Regions from separate parts of the Mus musculus genome. Here region 1 is linked to region 2. Evidence: chromatin contacts called from public HiChIP or PLAC-seq data. All regions are on one chromosome and are shown on one strand. Each heading gives the region's core, a stretch centred on a gene start, on an enhancer-like site or on the middle of the called end of the contact. The rest is flanking DNA. Distances are from core to core; before and after follow the strand shown. Region 1 has its middle 58 kb from the start of D330037F02Rik. Region 2 overlaps Osbpl10 (oxysterol binding protein-like 10).

Region 1 (5,256 bases), core at 1,375-3,874, 550 kb after region 2:
CACTTGGAAATGATAAGCCCCAGAAAACTCTTTCTTCTAGAAATTGCCTTGGTCATGATGTCTTATCACAATAATAGAAAAATGACTAAGGCAGTGTGTGTGTGTGTGTGTGTGTGTGTGTGTGTGTGTGTGTATGAATACTTCCAGTGACCGGTAGGGTGCATCATATCCCCTGGAACTGGAATTACAGGAAATGATGTGAGTATGCTAGGAAGTGAACCTGGGTCCTCTGCAAGAGCAGGACGTGCTCTTAACTGCTGAAACTCCAGCCTATGCATTGCTACTTTATACACACACACACACACACACACACACACACACACACACACACATATATACACATATATATATATATAACTTATAAACAAGTTCACACTGGACACCTTTTATATAGATCTCTCTGTGTATAGATCAGGCTGGCCTCAAACTTACAGAGGGTCACAAGCCTCTGCCTTCTGAGTGCTAGGATTGAATGTGAAGTAACTTTGCATTAGCCTACCATTTTCTAGTCGTCCTTTTTAACAGCCTGCCTCAGAAACAGTATGGTCCTCCATTTTAAAGTCTTCTGAAATGATTCTTAAAGACCAATAAACTGAAGAGTCTTAAAGACACCTGCGTTGACGAACAGAACAGCAGAATGTAACTCTGTCCAAGAAAACACGGGACTGAGAGATAGTTTATTATGAGCCATATCTGAATGAGCACGATCCAGGAATGGATTCAGGTTCCCTTGAGCGGCATATTCCACTGTGGAAGGGAAGACATGGATGAACCTTTGTAGTAACAGAACAACAATAACAACAAAAGCAAAACAAAAATCAAGTGTGTTTAACAAATACATCAATGGATAGTCATAGCTGAGTAGGAAAAAAACATCTTTTCTGCAGTTTTCAGATACAATCTGAATACATGCTTAGCTTCAGGGTGGGTGGAAGCTAGGGGTCTGCTAAAGCAATACAGTCTGAAAATCTTACTGTTAGAAATCTGGGCAGATATTAGCAGTCTTGGAGGCCATCGAGGAGGGACCGGATCCATCAGAATTGGCTTTGGATACCACAGTGGTTTCCCTAGCAACACTAGAAAGGGAAACATCGGCTTTGTCCTTCTGTAAAGTTTAAAATATCACCTGAGAAGGAAGAGGCATTAGATTTTGTTGGTCCATTAAGGGAAAGGAACTTCTTCCTTGTCAAAATAATGAATCCGAGTTCCCCTCTAACCCTGGGTGGAGACTCAGACATTCTCACCTCCCCCAAGCATTACATACTCCTTCCTTCAGCATCAATCCAACTTGGCCTGTCGAGGAGACTACCCCTTGATTCTCCGGAGGATGTGCTGAGAACATGGGAGGAAAGACCAGCCCCTTAATGAGATATTGTATTGATGGCTCCTCCCTTCTCTGCTTATAGATCCTCACTGTCAAACCTTCTCTGCTTTTCTAAACTCTAAGTCAGAACATTGTAGCTGCTTGCTTTCTTTCCATCTCTTTTCCAGATGCCAGCTGTTAGCATTCTGTCTAAGCTCTGCCCCACAGTTACCTGGCAACAGCCAGGTAGGCCTGACTTACTATAAAAGGGGCTGCTTGCCCTGTCTTGCTCTCTTGCTACTGTCTTGCTCTTTCCCTGCTTTCCTTTTCCCCTCTCTCTCCATGTGCCCATGGCCGGCCTCTACTCCTCTACTCTTCTACTTATCTACTTCCTCTCTCTGCTTCTACTACCCTCTTAACTCCCCTCCTCATGCCCTGAATCAACTCTATACTATACTGTCATGTGGCTGGTCCCTCAGGGGGAAGGGATGCCTTGCCATGGGACCACTTAGGCACCCCCTTAAAACCAGGCTGGCCTTGAACTCAGAGATCCACCTGCCTCTGCCTCCCAAGTGCTAGGATTAAAGGCGTGCGTGACACCACTGCCCGGCTCTTTATCTCTTTATACAAACACAGCACCAGCTACAAACATAAGCATGCTTTCTTACTCTTCTGAATCTTTAAGTCCCAGGCAGCTCCTTTCTGCCCTTCATTGCTGAGCCTGCTTACTCTCTTGGATTCCAAAGGTACAGATAGATAGCTCTCTCGGATCCCTCCTTCCAATGCCTGCTGGGATTTTTCGCCTTGCTTTTCCAGTTGTTTTCTCTCAAGGTCTAATGAAATGCTCCTTGAACTTCCTTCTGATTTTGTTTTTAAATTCTCTCAGTAATAAGACAACCCATACCAGGAAATCTCAAATCCCAGGTAACTTTACCTGATAAGCACAAAGATGCCAGGCCAGTGCAGGTTGGCCATAAAGGCAACCTTCGCAGTCTCAGAGTTCTGGCCAGTCTGTCAGTCCACAGAATCTATAATTCACACAGGACTTTCTCAGATCACTTCTGTTCATAGCTCCCAGGAAGGGCCTGCACAATTCTCTTGGTGTCAAATTTTTGTTTGTGAACAAATGTGAGTTAGTTAAGGCTGTATTACCTCTGAGAAGGAGAGCTATATAAATGCTAATTACCCCTGGGCAAAGTTAATCTCCTATTTACCACTTAGGGAATTTCCTTTTCAATCCATCTGTAAAGGAGAGAAAAGAGCCTATTGTTATTCTGCCCTATGTTAATTATAATGAGATAGAACACAAACACGAAAGAAAGGGAAGAAGCTGCAGGGGGTGGAGGCATAGACAGCCCCTGGGTTTGACTGATGGGACTATAAATGGGTATGGCTAGCATCCTGTCTCCAAATTCCCTCTTAGAGGCGTTTATCCTCCAGAAAAGCTATGTCAGGCTTCATGAAGGTGAAGAGGACAGGAGCTAGAAGCTGGCCTGGCAGTTCAGGAGAGTTGGGAACATCATTGTTTCAGTTCTGGGCAGAAATCAGAAAGGCAGTCTGGTTCCTACCCTGGTTCCTATCCTTAATATCTTTCTTGTTTTTATCCAAATTAAGTATCCTCCCTGCCTAGAAGTTACAAGTGACGCTGTGACCGATATGGAGAGGCACCTAGATACCTCGTGGGCTGGCTAATGGGACAAGCTGCTTTCCTCTTCAGGCCCCATGCAAATTTCTTCTTGAGCCATACGAAAATGTACTGGATTCACAGCTCCACATCACCCCAGTTTTGGGTTTCTGCTTCTGCCTTGCTTTTGTTCGCTTATGCTCATATAGTAATCTCTGTAGTCATTGGAGAGAAAGCTCAGTGGCTAAGAGTTCATACTGTTCTTGCAGAGAACCTGAGTTTGCTTCCCAGCACCTGTACCAGGATTCTTATGCTTGTCTGCAAACCCAGCTCCACGGAATCTGACACTTCTGGTTTCCAAGGGCACCTGCACATATGTGTCCACACCCACACATACACATGTGATTAAAAATAAAATAAATAATTTAAAAGCTCCTTTCAAGTTCACAATCCTACTGTTTCTGAAATTCACTTTTTGAGTCTATAAGACAAAGAATCCAGAAATTCCTGGCTTGGGGTAGTTCTGGTGGCTGTTGATTGTCCCGTGCCCTTATACTGTGACAGGGAAAGATGGTTCAGAGCTTCCTCTGTTTTGTATTCTTGCTGAGGCCGTCTCAGGTTTAACTAGAGTTTGAGATCCTTGATGGAGAATCCCATGGAAAATTGTCAAACTCTGTTCCAAGAACCCAAGGTTAAGATGCCCCTGCTAACTTATCTTAGCTTCCACCAAACTGCCTGCTTGTTCAGAAGAACCCCCGCCTGCAGCTAACTGCTTATTTTAGCTTCTGTCAACTTGCTTGCTTGTGTGAAGCACACCCCCACCACACACACACAGACTCCCCCTGCTGCTGCTGAGCAAGATGGTAGGAAATGGTGGTTTCTGTTTGCCTTAAAAAAAACCCTGTGCTGTGAACACTCAGTGCTATACTTAGGACCTGAATACCCGAGTGTAGTCCCAGATGGCTGGAATAAAGACTTTCAATTGGTTATAAGCAGTGTCAGAGTGGTCATCTCTGGTGTGCTCCCTATAACATTATCCCCAGTCATGCTCACTTCAGGCAAGAGAGAACATCTCCATCACTTCAAGGGACCCCTCCCCCATATCACCAAAGTGTTGATCTTAGCATGCATTAATATGTAGACGAGGAAGGAAGCAACCCAAATATCCTTCAGTGTGGAAATAATTGGACATATTATGGCAGATCAGGAACTGTTCAGGAGAATGAGAATCTATACATACTAATGCAGAAACAACTTTTCAAAATGAAGTGTTTCCAAGAAATCTTGCCAGGAGAACAGGGAAAAAAAAAACATATGGAAGAACACTGTATAATGTGACACCAATTTTGCTTTTTAAAGAAGAAAATGAAAATAAAATACGTTAGCATGTGTGGAAAGGCAAAATTGAATGTAGATGCTCTGAACTGTTAGCAATGGTTATCTCTAGGGCAGGAGCTTCGGGCCTTCCCGTTTGCATATGTTGTACATATTGAGTGGCTGTATGTCAACTAACTGTCTTATATTTATAGCTAGAGGGAAAACAGTAAAGATTCATTGGCCCCCTAGCGTATTAAGGAGATAGAAGTCCAAGAAGATTGCTCCTTTTCTGTGTTCTAAAGGATTTAAAGAGATATGCTGTGAGACAATATCTCAATCAAGTAGGCATGGTGTGTTAAGAAGGGTTATTATAAAGAAAGTATTGGCAAGGCTAGCAAGATGACTCAGTGGGGAGACCCAGCCAAAGTAGCTTTTATAGAAGATAACCCACTCAAGGTAGCCCGATGTCAATCCATTGACCCATTAGTCACACTGAGCAGAGCCCAAGTCATCTTTCTAAAGGTCCTCCCTTGTTCCACCGTTTTGAACTGCTATCATTGGTCTGGGTTGGGGTAGGGTGTTTCCAGGTTCTCTGCTTCTTATTCAAAGACCTGAAATAAAGCCCACACTGATTTGCAAGGAAGCTTTATTTCAATATCAGAGTACACTTGGAGGGAGCAGCAGGCCACAGGAATGAAGGTATTCAAGCGTGCTGGTCATTTTCTGGGGTTTCCTCTTATAAGGTTTGGTTAGTAAGAAGAAAGTAACAGTGGTTTTCTGTTTTGATGCTTAGGTTAGGTCATTGCATCATTTTGCTATTGCACAGGCCCCTTCTGTAATGCATCTGCTCTGAATCGTATACACACACCCAATTACGTGTAGGCATAAGATGGTAAATGAGAGAATTTTCCCAAAAGTTTACTTGAGTACACTTTTTTTTTTTTTTTGCCTTCTTGCATATGTACCTCCAAACCTGTTCAGACTGGAATGGCCCTACATTGCACTGGGATCT
Region 2 (4,940 bases), core at 908-3,407:
TTGATCTGATGGTGATCCTCCTGCCTCAGCATTCTTAGTATGGTAGTTGTAGGTATGGACCACCATGCCCTACATTTTCTCTATCCACCCAGCTATCCTTCAGTCCAGCTAAGTTTCTGTCCCTCCTCCCCAGTGGTGTACCAATCCTATAAAAATGCACCCAGTGTGTATCCACAGGCTGTCAAGTGTCCTTGCAGATCTGGCAGCCTGGTCCTGATGTTTTATTCTGTCTGTAACTCCCATCCTCAGCACACCACCTTTCAGAGCTGTCACCGGGTACCCTCCACCCAGTGTTTCCATGGCATTCATCCTCCACGGTTTAGCAGCCACAATGGATGACAGACGCTACATGTGACCTCTCCTCTCTGTCCTATTCACTCCCTCTAAAGGATAGGTTTATGCAAGTCCCTCTAGGGACAGTGTCATGCAGGCCTCCCATGGGGCTGGTCATGCTGAAGAACATTCCAGAAACATTGCTAGTTCCTCTTCCAAAAGCCAGAGGCAGGAACATATGGCTCCAAGAGAATTCAGTTCTATCTGACGAGTAAGTAGTCAGCAGGCAGAAAGACATCACTGAAGGTTAAACTCAACACTAAAGACAAAAATAACTTGAGGGAAGATGGTTCAATATTCTGTCTCAAGACAAACCAAAACCCAAACCTCATAAATAAATGATTTCAGGCTTCAGAAAGGTTATAAGAATAGTATGGGGGCAGTGTCGCGACGGCCCAGGGTTAAGAGCACTTGGTAGAGCTAGGTTCCCAGCACCCACATCACGTGGCCCACAGCTGACTGTAATTCCAGCCCCAGGAATCTGACACTCCCCTCTGGCCTCCACAGATGCCTACACTCAAATGCATGTATCCACCATACTGCTCCCTCCTGTGCCATATACATACACTTAATTAAAAATAAATATTTTTTTAAAAAGTACAGTAGACTAGCTTGTCCAGACAGGGTGGCTGAGGACCTACCTGTGTCTGCCTTCTCAAACTCTTGAGCGTACCTGCTTTTTAATTTTAACACGGGTGGTAGAGGTCAGACTCAGCCCTCGAGGTTACACTAAGCACTTCATCCACTGAGCTGTCTCCCCGGCCCCCACCCATCCTTCATGACCATTTTGTCAGAAAACCCTGCCAGAAGCTGGAAGGCATCTTAGCTCACCACTGTGCCGTCACACGTGACTCGATTAGTGGGAGGGAGCCTGAAACTTGATAGGTGACTCGTCTCCTCCGCTCCCAACTCTCAAGACTTACACGTTCCTACCTATGGTTTCTAAAACAGTGAACACTAATTTTAAAGACAGACTTTCAGACATGGCCAAGGACCTTGAACTCCTGGTCTTCTTGCCTCTACCTCCCAACCATTGGGAATAGAAGCGCCATACTTTATTCAGTACTGGGAACCGAACCCAGGGCTTTGTGCCTGCTAGGCAAACACTCTACTGATATCTACCCCTGCCCCTTGTGATATCAGAGTAGTTCATGTCCTGAAAGGTTTCTGAGCGTCTTCTGGGAATCTGGTTGGCTGAGGCGCCATTATCTAAAGATGTCACACTCTGGTCCATCTTTTGTCCCAGGCATACGTACCTGCTCCCTCCTGTGCAACCTGACTCCCAGGACCGTCTCTGGGGGGGGTGGGGTGTGGGTGGGGCATCTCGAATGTTTTTTAGAGAGGTTTGCAAGGAAGAATAAAGTGATTGGGCTTTTCAGTCAAGGCTTGAAGCGTGCAGTTTTCTCTCCATTCCTCACCATCAGCTCAATGGGGACATGTGCCTGGTCAGGAGGGGCTGCGAGTCTGTCTTTCACCAGCCCTAGATCTACATAAAAAGTGAGCAGACACGGCCAGGAGCTTGGAGCTGGGACTGCACTTGGGTTCTCAGCATGGAGGGGAATTGAAACTTGAAGGGACTGGGGTTCAAAGGACTTTGTTCTCTTTCTTGTTGGTTACTTACTTCCAGGCTCACTGTTCAGGGAGTGGAGATCCAGCTCCCAGCAAGGGCTGTAACCGCTCAGTGTGCTTCTGAGTCAGAGCTGGATCTCCAGCCTGCTGGGCGCAAAGTGGGCTTGGGAAATGAGGTGCTAGGGCTAGCTCTGTCAGGACGGTGACTTGGGTGTGTCACATCCACCCCTACCAGCAGGAAAGATGTAACACCACATTGTCCTTCTACAAGCAGGTTTTATTCAGGAACACTTGGCATTGCAATGCAGGAATCCCTGGAACAACCCCGGGGCGCGCCTTAAATACCCTACTGACTCCTCCCAATCACCCCAGTCCCAAAACGGCAGTCCATTGGTTCACAGCAAGTGACAACACCTCAGGCGAGCTGACGAGGCATGGCGTCTGCGCAGTGCGGGCAGCTGGGATGTGGCTAAGTCTGAGGTAATGAGGAAGTCAGATGCAGGTCATAAGACCTGGCAGCCGTCCTGGGCGCCATCTTGGGGCGGAGGCCACACCCACTCCTCACATGGGTGGGCCTGAATAAGGACTGAAGCAAATCAGGTACCGGGAGAGCTGGGGTAGAAGGTCCATAGTCCCTCTCTCATGTTCTAGAACATTCTCCTCCTCTCCTAAGATTCCTGGAAAGTGCTGCTGATAGGCATGTCCCACTGGAAATGGTGACAGGTGATGCTCATGGCTATCCTGGGCTTTCCTGGTGCCCACTTCCCTTTCTCCTCCTCCTCCACTCAGTGCCTGCCTTTTCTGTCTGCTCCCTCCTTCTGGCAAAACTGCCCACTGCCAGTCACTTTTATTATATGGCTTTAAGACAATGAGAAATGAGATCATGCCCATCAGTAAGATAGGTAGGAAAAGCTACGAGCTAACCTCGAGGTGTGTTTCAGGTGGGTGAGCTTTCTAATCAGTCAAAACAAAGTTCTTGAGTGGCAATTTTTCCATAAAGAAGGCAGGTAGCCAGGGACCAGGAGATGGTTCTTTCAATACAGTGCTTATCATGTAAGTGTGAGGACCCAAGTTCAGTCCTCAAACTCGGGTTAAAAAGAAAGGTGGGAAAAGCCTTGCTGCCAGGCACCTCATGCATTTGTTATCCCAGCATTGGATGGAGGAGGTAGAGACGGGAAGGATCCAGGGCTGGCCAACCAGGCTAGTTCAGTCAGCAAGTTCCAGGCCAAATGAGAGATGCACTGTTTCAAAAACACAAGATGGCAGCACCTGAGGACTGGCACCCGGAAGTTTCCTGTGGCCTCTGCACACACGTGTGCACACCATTTCCAACGGTCTCTGCATGCACGGGTACCATTTCCATTCCTCTACACACATACAAGTTAGGAACACTGGCTTTCTGCCCCAGATACGCCTCACACTTTTATCCACTTTGAAGGCTACAGCCTGACTCTGAAACCCCGAGATGGTTTATTGAACCTGAGAGATGAGGTCACCAGGAACCAGCGGGAGAGGCTTCCTGGGGACATCACTGGTCAGAGGGCTGGTGACACTCAGCACATTGAGGCTCCCAGGAGACACCTGAGATCCCAGCACTTGGGAGACAGGAGGATTGTGAGTTTGAAACCAGCCTGGCTCAGAAAAGGGAAAAGAAAGAGAGAAAGAAGGATGCAGGCTGTTCTTTCACTGTTAACCTGGAGACCCTCACTCTGATATGTACCTGGTGGGTTTTGATCCACATTCCATATTGGTTGGTTTTTTTTGTTTTGTTTTGTTTTTATTTTTTTGCTACAAAAACTGTATTTCTCTTATCCTGCCTTTGAGATTTTGGAGAATGCATAAACCATAAAGGCAGTTTGTGTTGTATATGCTTTTGTTTTGTTTTTAACAAGCCTTCTTTTTTGTTTGTTTGGTTTTTTTGTTTGTTTGGTTTTCAAGACAGAGTTTCTCCATATAGTCCTGGCTGTCCTGGAACTCACTTTGTAGACCAGATTGGCCTCGAACTCAGAAATCCGTCTGCCTCTGCCTCCCGAGTGCTGGGATTAAAGGTGTGCGCCACCACCGCCCGGCATAAGCCTTCTTGAACCTATATTTTGTACTTATCCCAGCCAGGATAAGTTAGTGAGGAAGACAAGGCACGCTTGAGCTCCCTGCTCACTAGACACTATTTTGGGGACGTTACGTGTGGGCTATCCCTATGTGTGTATGTTGTATCCATGTGGCTGTGCTGGGTATTGAACTCAGGGCTTCACATTTGTGTGGCAAGCACTTGTCTGTTGGCACTCTTCATAGTAGTATGATATTTTTCTACATGCCAATGGTTAATTCAATCACTTTGTGATGTGAGATATATCATTATGTTTAGAAAAATTATCAGTTCAGGGCTCAGATAAAACCAATGAGACAACAGGCCGGAGCAGAGAATTCTAGTGCCCCAAAACTCAGGAATTAGACTCTGGGGTGGCTCACTGGTAAACATATTTGCTGCCAAGGCTCATCACCTGACTTGGTCCCTGGGAGCCACATGGTAGAGAGAACCAAACCCCGTCAACTGTCTTCTGACCATCATGCTTACATGTACCTGTGGGAGTGCACACTCGTGTATGTGCGTATGTGTGCGCACACATACAGAACTATAGATGCATGTGCGTACATTAATGCGGAAACAGCTCAGGAATTGTGATAAGTGATGCTTTAATATGCTGTACTTTAAAATTAACGTAAAACCAACCCACAATGAACAGACCGTCAAGATTTGACATAGAAAGGACTTCAGTCAGCTAAAGCTCCAATCGCCATGGTGCGACCAACAGATGCATGTATTTGGCAGTGCCGGAGACTGGGCATCCAAGCCAGGCTCTGGCTGATGGGGTTCCCCTCCCCCACTGATGGGCACTGCCCTTCCTCACTCCCAACATGGGCTTCCTCCTGCTGTGCATGTGAGGTGACAGCTCTGGTCTTTTGTTTTTAAGGATACAGATCCTGTTGAAGGTTCTAGCTGATGATCCCACTCAATGCTAATTACTTCTAGAAAATTC

The links. HiChIP or PLAC-seq counts read pairs in DNA pulled down with a chosen protein or histone mark.
Region 1: a contact with region 2 is called in an H3K27ac HiChIP or PLAC-seq map of embryonic stem cells, with 3 times the contacts expected there. The contact joins two enhancer-like sites. A contact is called at or near these places in 2 of 115 datasets of contacts at active chromatin or transcription factors (both in embryonic stem cells).

What each region holds. Positions count from the first base shown.
Region 1 is chr9:115,721,672-115,726,927 of GRCm38.p6, forward strand. No RefSeq gene overlaps it. Among named protein-coding and RNA genes, the nearest start is that of D330037F02Rik, 58 kb to the left of the region's middle. Within about 2 kb of position 2,625, at least 12 of the 459 cell types and tissues checked have an H3K27ac peak or open chromatin away from gene starts, as enhancers often do. A contact at or near this core is called in embryonic stem cells, where this site is marked.
Region 2 is chr9:115,167,529-115,172,468 of GRCm38.p6, forward strand. The region is part of intron 5 of Osbpl10 (oxysterol binding protein-like 10); the gene reads left to right. Among named protein-coding and RNA genes, the nearest start is that of Gm4665, 16 kb to the right of the region's middle. Within about 2 kb of position 2,158, at least 13 of the 459 cell types and tissues checked have an H3K27ac peak or open chromatin away from gene starts, as enhancers often do. A contact at or near this core is called in embryonic stem cells, where this site is marked.